Regions from separate parts of the Danio rerio genome. Here region 1 is linked to region 2. The links are chromatin contacts, called in public Micro-C maps. All regions are on one chromosome and are shown on one strand. Each heading gives the region's core, a stretch centred on a gene start, on an enhancer-like site or on the middle of the called end of the contact. The rest is flanking DNA. Distances are from core to core; before and after follow the strand shown. Region 1 has its middle 87 kb from the start of necab3. Region 2 holds the start of itcha (itchy E3 ubiquitin protein ligase a).

The links. Hi-C and Micro-C count contacts between places; a contact is called where the count stands out from the background.
Region 1: a Micro-C map of caudal fin shows a contact between it and region 2, with 4 times the contacts expected there. The contact joins the enhancer-like site here to the promoter of itcha in region 2. A contact is called at or near these places in 3 of 18 Hi-C or Micro-C datasets (caudal fin, embryo and an unstated tissue) and 1 of 4 datasets of contacts at active chromatin or transcription factors (embryo).

Annotation. Positions count from the first base shown.
Region 1 is chr6:60,333,278-60,337,734 of GRCz12tu, reverse strand. No RefSeq gene overlaps it. Among named protein-coding and RNA genes, the nearest start is that of necab3, 87 kb to the right of the region's middle. Within about 2 kb of position 1,529, at least 6 of the 62 cell types and tissues checked have an H3K27ac peak or open chromatin away from gene starts, as enhancers often do.
Region 2 is chr6:60,244,068-60,248,737 of GRCz12tu, reverse strand. itcha (itchy E3 ubiquitin protein ligase a) reads left to right here and starts at 2,560. Exons shown (of 24, transcript NM_001287095.1): 1 at 2,560-2,607.

The DNA.
Region 1 (4,457 bases), core at 280-2,779, 90 kb before region 2:
AAAACAGCTTAACATAGAAGTTCAAGTAATTATTATTATTATTATAAAAATCATGTTTTTAATAATAATTATTTTTATTATAATTATTATGATGATAATATAATAATAATGATTAAAAAATAATAATAACAATAATAAAAATAATAATAATAATTATTATTATTATTATTTATTATAGTCATTTAAAACCAAATATTAAATATCACCTTGTAAATTGTGTTTAGAAAAGAATACTATTAAAATACACCACTAACATTTATTCATATAACATCTGTAAAATTTTTCAAATAATATTTTGATTTAGTTTGGTGCATTTTTTTTCCATTTAGCAATTTAAAATAAATATGATTCATAAACAGGATTTATGAAAATATATTAAAATATCAGTAGTTTTCTTTATATAATTACAGGAATAAACACAATGGTCAGACAAAATCACATTGCATTATCAGTCAAAATGAATTAATTTTATGGCCATCAATCACCTGACAAATACAAAAATAAAATGTAATAATTTACCAAAAACTAAACAAAACATATAAAGTTAAATTAAATAAATAAATAAAATAGTTAAATTATATAACCAAGCATGTAAAATAAAAGTGACCAAAAGATAGCAGATTTAATTCAGCATACTGTAGCTAATAACATGATGCCTGAATCAAATACTTAAAGTATTTTCAAAGACTTTTGTAACTATTGTATTAATGGACAGAGTAGATATTTCCCAAACTGCATTATTTTAAAGGGGACAAGATGTTTTTAAAAGACTCTTGAATGTCCTTAGAGTGTGTGAAGTTTCAATTCAAAATACCACACCAATAATATTTTCCAACTCTGACCCTTATGCTTTGATCCTAATTGTGGAGTTTTGGTGACTGTCGCTTTAAATCGAAATGAGATCTTTTCAGAAGAAGGCGGAGCTACAAATGCCTGTGTGTCAGCATAGTGGCAGATTCAAAAACAAGACTCCATATGCTAATGAGGGAGATATGGGCACTAGTGGGCGGGGCTTTGCCCCTCTGAAGACACATACAAAGAGAGAACGTCAATAAAAGTGTTTCTGCTGACAAGTCTGATAATTAAAAATAGAATTAATTAAATTTAACATTAGAAGCTGGTTATATTCCCACACTGCTGCCACACAATTGTGTTTAAACCCTTTAAACAAGTGACATTTCTGCATAATAGATCCCCTTTCAATGTTTTTGACCACTGATGATGGTAAATTCACATTTTTAACAGTTGTAGGCCTATAGAAATATTGAAACCTTCAAAATGGCTGATTGAATTAAAAGGTACTATCTGATTAAATTAAAATATCTCCAATTAATTTACTTTTGACCGCATAAATATAAGCCATGAGTTGTTCCTCTAGCTGAGCTACTGTGCTGTGAGAAATGATGATTTTGAACAGACTGTCCTATATTTTGATGTGGAGGTTTAACGTTAATGAAAGCAGACAGCTTGAGTTAGTCATTCATGACATGCAGATGTGCGTGTGTGTGTGTCTTTCAGCTCTTATCTTCACCCACACACACTCCTCTCCTCTTGCCATCATGATACTATAATAAAGCTGCTTGACATTTAAGTTTGTTTTGGATCATCACGACATGATTAAACGTATAAATGACAGTCACACAACTCAAAAAGCAATCAGTCTAGAAATAGAGGCTATAATTACAACAATCTGGATGCATTTCGCTTTAAAAACACTTCGATTCACGGCCGCATTTTATAAAAACTTCTTTCGTCAACACTAAAACGACGAACGAAAAACTACTGCGCATGCGTGGTATCGAATAAACAAACAATACGGTGGTTTCTCAATGCCAAGAACGCAGAGAACAGACTTGTGTCTTGCCAGGTGTCCTCAGAAGAACGAATTCGGGAGCCTGCGAGGGTAGAGAACGCAACCTGTGAGAAATTAGATGCTGCGTTCTGCCTGATGGTCACATGACCTTCACGCGTTTTTAATGGTAAATAATTTGAATATTACAGCATTCTTACAACAATTTAACAATTTCCCCTTTTCAATATATATATATATATATACACTATGCATAAAGACAAATATACGTTGCACAATACAAATACAATTTTAATACGCATTTCAGCAAACAATCACCCTTAATGTGTTTAATTGTGTTTAATGTTCAATTCCTTTATTAAGATGTCCATGGTAATGTTAATATTCCTAGTTTCATTTAGGAAAACTCCTGAGTTAAATAAAACTTATCTCTGAACTTTAATAATACATCTAGATAAAATGCTGCGCTTCAGTCGCAATGACTTCTGGGACTTCTAGAGCGAGTTCGGTGCTCAAGTCTGCATCGGTGCGTCCTCGATATCAAGAACACATCCAGGAAGTTTCACGCGTCCTCTGTTCTTGCGGTCTTGAGTATTAAAACCAAACTTTGGCAGCTGATGATGACATTATACGAGGACACAAGACCGCATATTGAGAAACAGCCATCATTTCAAATCGCTCCTCGAAGCCTAGGCCTACACAAAAAAGGTTAGAATAACCAGGAGGCGACACTCAATAGAACGTTCATTGCAACAGCAGCGCCCAGCAACAGCCCTGGATTCCGCCATCCAAAACAATCGGCTTTTTTTAAAAGAATCTTTCTTTCAACAACTTTTGAACTTTAAAAGTTCGAAAAAGTGACTTGATATAATTTTTAACCGTTTAAAGTGATATATTGTCTTGGCTGGTGTTGTATATTACGCCACAAAAATCTAATAATACTAAAATGTCAATAAATGTCACTTTGTAAAACTGTAGTTGAATTTCAACATCAAAAGTCCACAGAACGGAGATCAACATCCCATAATGTAATTCACCACCGCAAATAAACAATTGTCAATCACTAAACGCTGAAATTGTTAAACTGAAATTATATATTTTTTTATGAACTAGCAGTTTCTCATGCACGCCGAAATGCCGAAAACATTTTTCATTTACGACATTAATTCTGTTTGACCATTCCTAAATATATTTAATTCATTTCGACCCAACACCACCACATGATGGAAAATCCAATTGAGAGTTTGATCAAACACACCAAAAGACTCCGTTTCACAGTGTGCATAAAAAACAAATCAGAACAAAGCATATGCAAAAATACATTTTTGTGCAGGAGTTATTTGTCCGGGTGTGATTGACTTTGTGGTAAATGTTTTTAGAATTAATGGCGCAAATTCAACTGGTTTCATGTGTAAAAGCACAACATGTGGTTAATGTGGTCACATTCACATTAATTCGCGGCAGATGAAGATATTGAATATGGCGGAGTTTCATAATCAAATCTATGAAATGTGCAGAATTTAGATTCTAGTTTTATACACACACACCACAACACAACACTTAACTCCCCGACTCTTATCTTATCTTATCTTATCTTATCTTATCTTATCTTATCTTATCTTATCTTATCTTATCTTATCTTATCCTACACGTCCCACAACAAACAAACATTCATCATAACCTAAAGCGTCACAAACGGAGGCTTTTTAAAGTCTCTTAAATGCAAAACACCTGCAGCCACTGATGAACAAACACCCGCTCATCATTACTGACGCAGTTTTTTTTTTTTTTTTTGGTTTAGCTAGATTATTTTAAATGATTTTGTTTGTTGCTGTAATTTTGTTGTGCTTCTGTTATTTTAATAGGCTAGATGAAATAGACAAAGTAGCCTATGTGTGCGTCCAAATACATATCATTATAACTAGGCATGCTATATGGAAACAAAATACTATACCCTGCTCAAAAATCCAGCTTAAACCAGCCTAACCTGGTTGGCTGGTTTTAGCTGAGAGACCAGCCTGGTTTTAGCGGGGTTTTGGCCATTTCCAGGCGGGTTTCCAGCCATTTCCAGCCTGGTCTTAGCTGGTCAGGTTGGGAGATGACCAGCTAAAACCAGCTTGACCAGGCAAGCCAAGCTGGGAGTCCAGCCAAAACCAGCTATATCCAACTTAAACCAGGCTGGTCAAGCTGGTTTCAGCTGGATTTGGCTGGTCTTTTTCCAGCCTGACCAACTAAGACCAGGCTGGAAATGGCAGGAAACCAGCCTGGAAATGGCCAAAACCCCTCTTAAACCAGGCTGGTCGACCAGCTAAAACCAGCCAACCAGCCTAGGCTGGTTTAAGCTGGATTTTTAAGCAGGGTAGTACTGTAACTTACAGTAAATAAATACTATAGTGTTTTTGAACCACACAGATGACTAGATATTTTTTCAAGACACATCTATTCTGCTTAAAGTGACATTTAAAGACTTAACTAGGGGTTTAATTGGGTTAACTAAGCAGTTTAGGGCAATTAGGCAAGTTATTGTACAACGACCCTGCTGAAAAACAGCTTAAACCAGCCTAGGCTGGTTGGCTGGTTTTAGCTGGTCGACCATGCTGGTTTTAGAGGGCTTTTGGCCATTTCCAGGCTGGTTTCCAGCAATTTC
Region 2 (4,670 bases), core at 1,311-3,810:
CTAATTAGTTGATTAGTGCGTATTGACTGTATTGACTTACTTATTGAGTCTATGTATAACTCGTCATGTCTTTTTTATGTACAGCCCTGGCATTGTACATGAAGTTCATGTATTAATAATTATAAATATTGTCTATATTCTGTTCATTTGGACGTGTTATAAAGCAGGCTAAGTGTTATTTCACACGTATAACTAATAAATAAATATGAATTAATATTATTTTTTAATTAATAAATGAGTAGCATACAAGGAATTTGTTTTCATGACATAGCATAGGTTTCTACAGTGAAAGAGACAGGGACAAACACAGAATAAAAAGGAATAATCATAAAAAAATGTAATAAAATAGGCTATATATAGGCTAGGCTAGTCTATATACAAGGACACTATTGTTTTGGATCGAAACCGTTGTGAGTTGTAAATACTATATACAGTAATGTAGAATGGTTTAAAATAATATAACACTGTATTTAGGCTAATAAAATAACATTCACATTTTTCATGGATGTTTAAGAATTACCTTTATCAATTGGGAATATTACCATTATCATCTGTGCCGTGAGTTTGGTCAGCATTTGGTCAGCCTTACAATTCGAATCCGAATCGAACCGAGTCGCATAGATGAATCAGACTCAGATATAGGAAGTTCTCGCGCTCTGTTTGTCCACCTCCTCGGATGCTGATTGGTCCAGCAGTAGTTCAATGGACAACACTCCTCTGACTCGCCTTTGCTAGAACAAACATCTTTATTTATAATCTATTTATTCATATTCTTTGATTATTGTTTTATTATATTGTAAAATGACAGTGAATTAATGAATGAACTAATAAATGAAAGAATGAATTAATGAATAATATATTCTAATAGGCTATTACCATTGCATAATCTGACATTTATTTTCATGTTATGTAATTTATTGCAACTATCGACACTTTTTCTCACAAGTTTTATGTTTTCTATGTACTACATTTCCACCCTGTATACTCTATATTAAGATGATATATGCTATTTATGACCACATGACTATAGTTTATACTATTTACGACTATAGATGTGACCGATTAACCGTCTAACTAACCAAATTAAAATAAATAAATAAATAAATTTAACTTAGCATACCATATTATTATTATTGGCGACGCAGTGGTGCAGTAGGTTCGAGCCTCGGCTGGGTCAGCTGGCATTTTTGTGTGGAGTTTGCATGTTCTCCCCGCATTCGCGTGGGTTTTCTCCAGGTGCTCCAAAGCAGTCAAAAGACATGCTGTACATGTGAATTGGGTAGGCTAAATTGACCGTAGTGTATCTGTGTAAATGAGTGTGTATGGATGTTTCCCAGTGACCGGTTGCAGCTGGAAGGGCATTCACTGCGTAAAACATATGCTGGAAAAGTTAGCAATTCATTCCACTGTGGCAACCCTGGATTAATAAAGGGACTAAGCCGAAAAGAAAAGAAATAGATGAATAAATGAATAAGCACTTGCACAGATAAATAAATAAATAAATAAATAAATAAATACCTTAACACAGTATATTAATATTATTTAGAAATAATGTCATGGTACTAAAACCATGCACAAATAAATATGCAAAAATGCAGTGACAGCTGAGTTCCTAAGTGTTTAATGTTTTTACAAGGACTTGCATAAATAAATAAATCTGTTAAGATACCGCGGTAAAGTTAGTTTGACATTTGACATTCATAAAACATTCGGTTTCAAACCAAATAAATTCTTTGCTCCTGTTATAGTTTAAGCCAAAATATGTCAGCCAGACATAAATATGTGCCCTTTATGTTGCACAAAGCTTAACTTCTTAATTAAAAATAAATTAATTAACCATACGAATAAATTAAACAATTCAACCATATTAAATTATACTATAAAATAAGGACCAACATGTTCAGAAAAAACAACCTGGTTTATTTAATTTATTTTTTAATAATTTAAAAAATACTTTTAATGTAAAAATGATAAAAGTCAATTAAACTATCACACCTTTTGAGATAATAGAATAAAGTCAACTCAAAAAATGACTAAATATTTTATGGTGCACAACCTTTTTGGTTTTTTTACAGTTTTGCCTTTGTTGATTTTATATACAGTAATGAATCCATATTTTCATTAAGTTAAATACACTGTAAACACTTACATGAATTAAACACTATTTGAGACATGAACATTCAAATAGAAACCACAACTATGCCATGTCTATCAAGATCTTTCAGTGAACACCATGGATGATTGTACTACTTTCCCTGTCAAACAGCGCCATCTCGTGAAAGAACAAGCCTATAAATAATCTTAAGAAATCTATTACTGGCTCACCTTGACGTATAGACACACATATCTAGTCTTTCGCTCTTTATATTAGTAAAATACCGCGCAGTGCACACCTTTGTATAAAGAAGCATTGAATAATCCAGATAGACGCGCGCGTCGTCACGTGACGGGGTCGCGCAGATACGTCACTCCGACATGGAGCCTGTGCTGGTGGCGGACCTTTGGTCACCCGGTTGAGATGGAGCAAAGTTTATTAAAACGGCGAAAAGCTGATCTCAGATTCCGTTAAAACTGACATCTAGAAGCATTCCCTGTGATCATAACACGGTAAGATATTAGTGACACACACCTATAGAGGACAGTATGGCTTTAAACCAGCCGTGTTTTGGTAACGCGTTACCGTTAGCTTGTTTGACCGGTGACTGACTACTGGACTCTAGCAGGTGATGTTTTGACAGCTCGTTACTGTACCTTAACTATAGTCTGAAACGATTTACAACGGCCAGTTTTCATTTTCCATTTGATATATGCATGTAGCTTACGTGTAAACATCCGTCTGTTGTTATGCTGAATTTTGTAGCTGCGACACCGACAGTCAGTAACGTTATGTGACGTCACTGCTCTCAAAAGTACTGTAACTGTATGTGTGTTATAACACAACGATGGTATGTACATAAAACTGACCTGTCGTCTTTATCCAAGGCACTGAATGTATATATCACGACATTTACATAGTAACTGTTATGCCATTATAGTTCCATGCAATTGTGTGCACAATTAATGTCTGTTCATGATATAGGCTACCATCTGATGTCATTTCATGGCGCTTTTTAATGTCTTTATACTTTCCAAATTATAAAAAAGTAAGATACAGCAGGTCAACATGGTTACAGAAAGACATTTCTAAAAAGCAGTTTGAATATGAGTTATTTATTTAATCATGCACTAATTTCTGTACATTTCCACACAGTAATCTTTTATTTATTGGTTTAAATAAAATATTGAAATTTAAAAAGATGAATTTTTAGTACAATGTTTAAAGATAGGGCAGCACGATTGCTCTGAGTTTCCTCCAAGTGCTCCGGTTTTCCCCACAAGTCCAAAGACATGCACTATAGGTGAATTGTGTAGGCTGATTTGTCCATTATCTATGTGTGTTAATGAGTGTGTGTGTGTGTTTTCCAGTAATAGGTTGCAGCTGGAACGCCATCCGCTGCATAAAACATGTGCTGGATAAGTTTATTCCGCTGTGGCGGCCCCAGATTAATAAAGAGACTAAGCCGATAGGAAAATAAATGAATGAATGAATGTTTAAAGATATGTATTGTAGCACATTGGACATTTTAATGCACGTTTAAATGCCTATTTAAGAAACTGGAATGTTTCTGACTTAGTGCATGAAAAGCTCACATCCCCTAAAGAAATGTACTTTAAGATTTTGACGGTAGAATAACCTTGGATAAAAGTATCACAGTATCACGGTATTTGATTACTGCCCTAAAATATATTATTTTTAAATGTCTGGGTAAAAAACTAAAACTTGTTTCCCCTTTGAAAACGATATATTTTATTTTCTGAAAGATTTATAATATTTTGAAGCAGTAAACAAGTCAGGCTAAATAATTAAAAGAAATCATTGACTTCTGCTGTTTTAAAAACACAGATTTCTTTACAATTTAAAACGACATCCTTGGACATTTTTTTTTTTGCTGGAGATAGTGTTGTCCTAAAAAAATGTTAGTAAAAATCCTACACATACCTTATGAACAGTATTACAGAAAATGTTGGCGGTTTTAAAACCTTGACTTTTCCAAACCGCAGTATATTTTGAAAACAGTTATCGTCCCATGCCTACTACAGACACAAATATAAATATATATATATATATATATATATATATATATATATATATATATATATATATATATATATATATATATATATATATATATAAAGTGAACACTTAAAAGTATGTTGTCTCTTTAGTAATCTGAAGCAGTCCAAAAATTGATCAGTATATAAAAATCAAGGATTTGCCTGTAGCGTTCAGTCTTAATATATTCAAAACCCCAATAAACAAGTGTTATTCAACGGTTGCAGATTTGTGAAAATCATTTCCTGACAATTGATGAAGTGCTTAAAAATCGTTATAATTCTTTATGTGGTTAACTAACCTCTCTGACAGATTGCTGATATTAGCCGCCACCCTGATTCACTGGCAGGCAGAATTAAACTTGAAAAAGTTAATGATGCATTAGATGAAACTCAAACCTGTTACCATGAATAATAGTTCATTGGTTGATCAATAAACCCCTCAGAATTGTCAGTGTGGAGCTGAAGAAATTAACCAGGCATTAAGACAATGTTTAAACCTTTTAACAGATAATTAC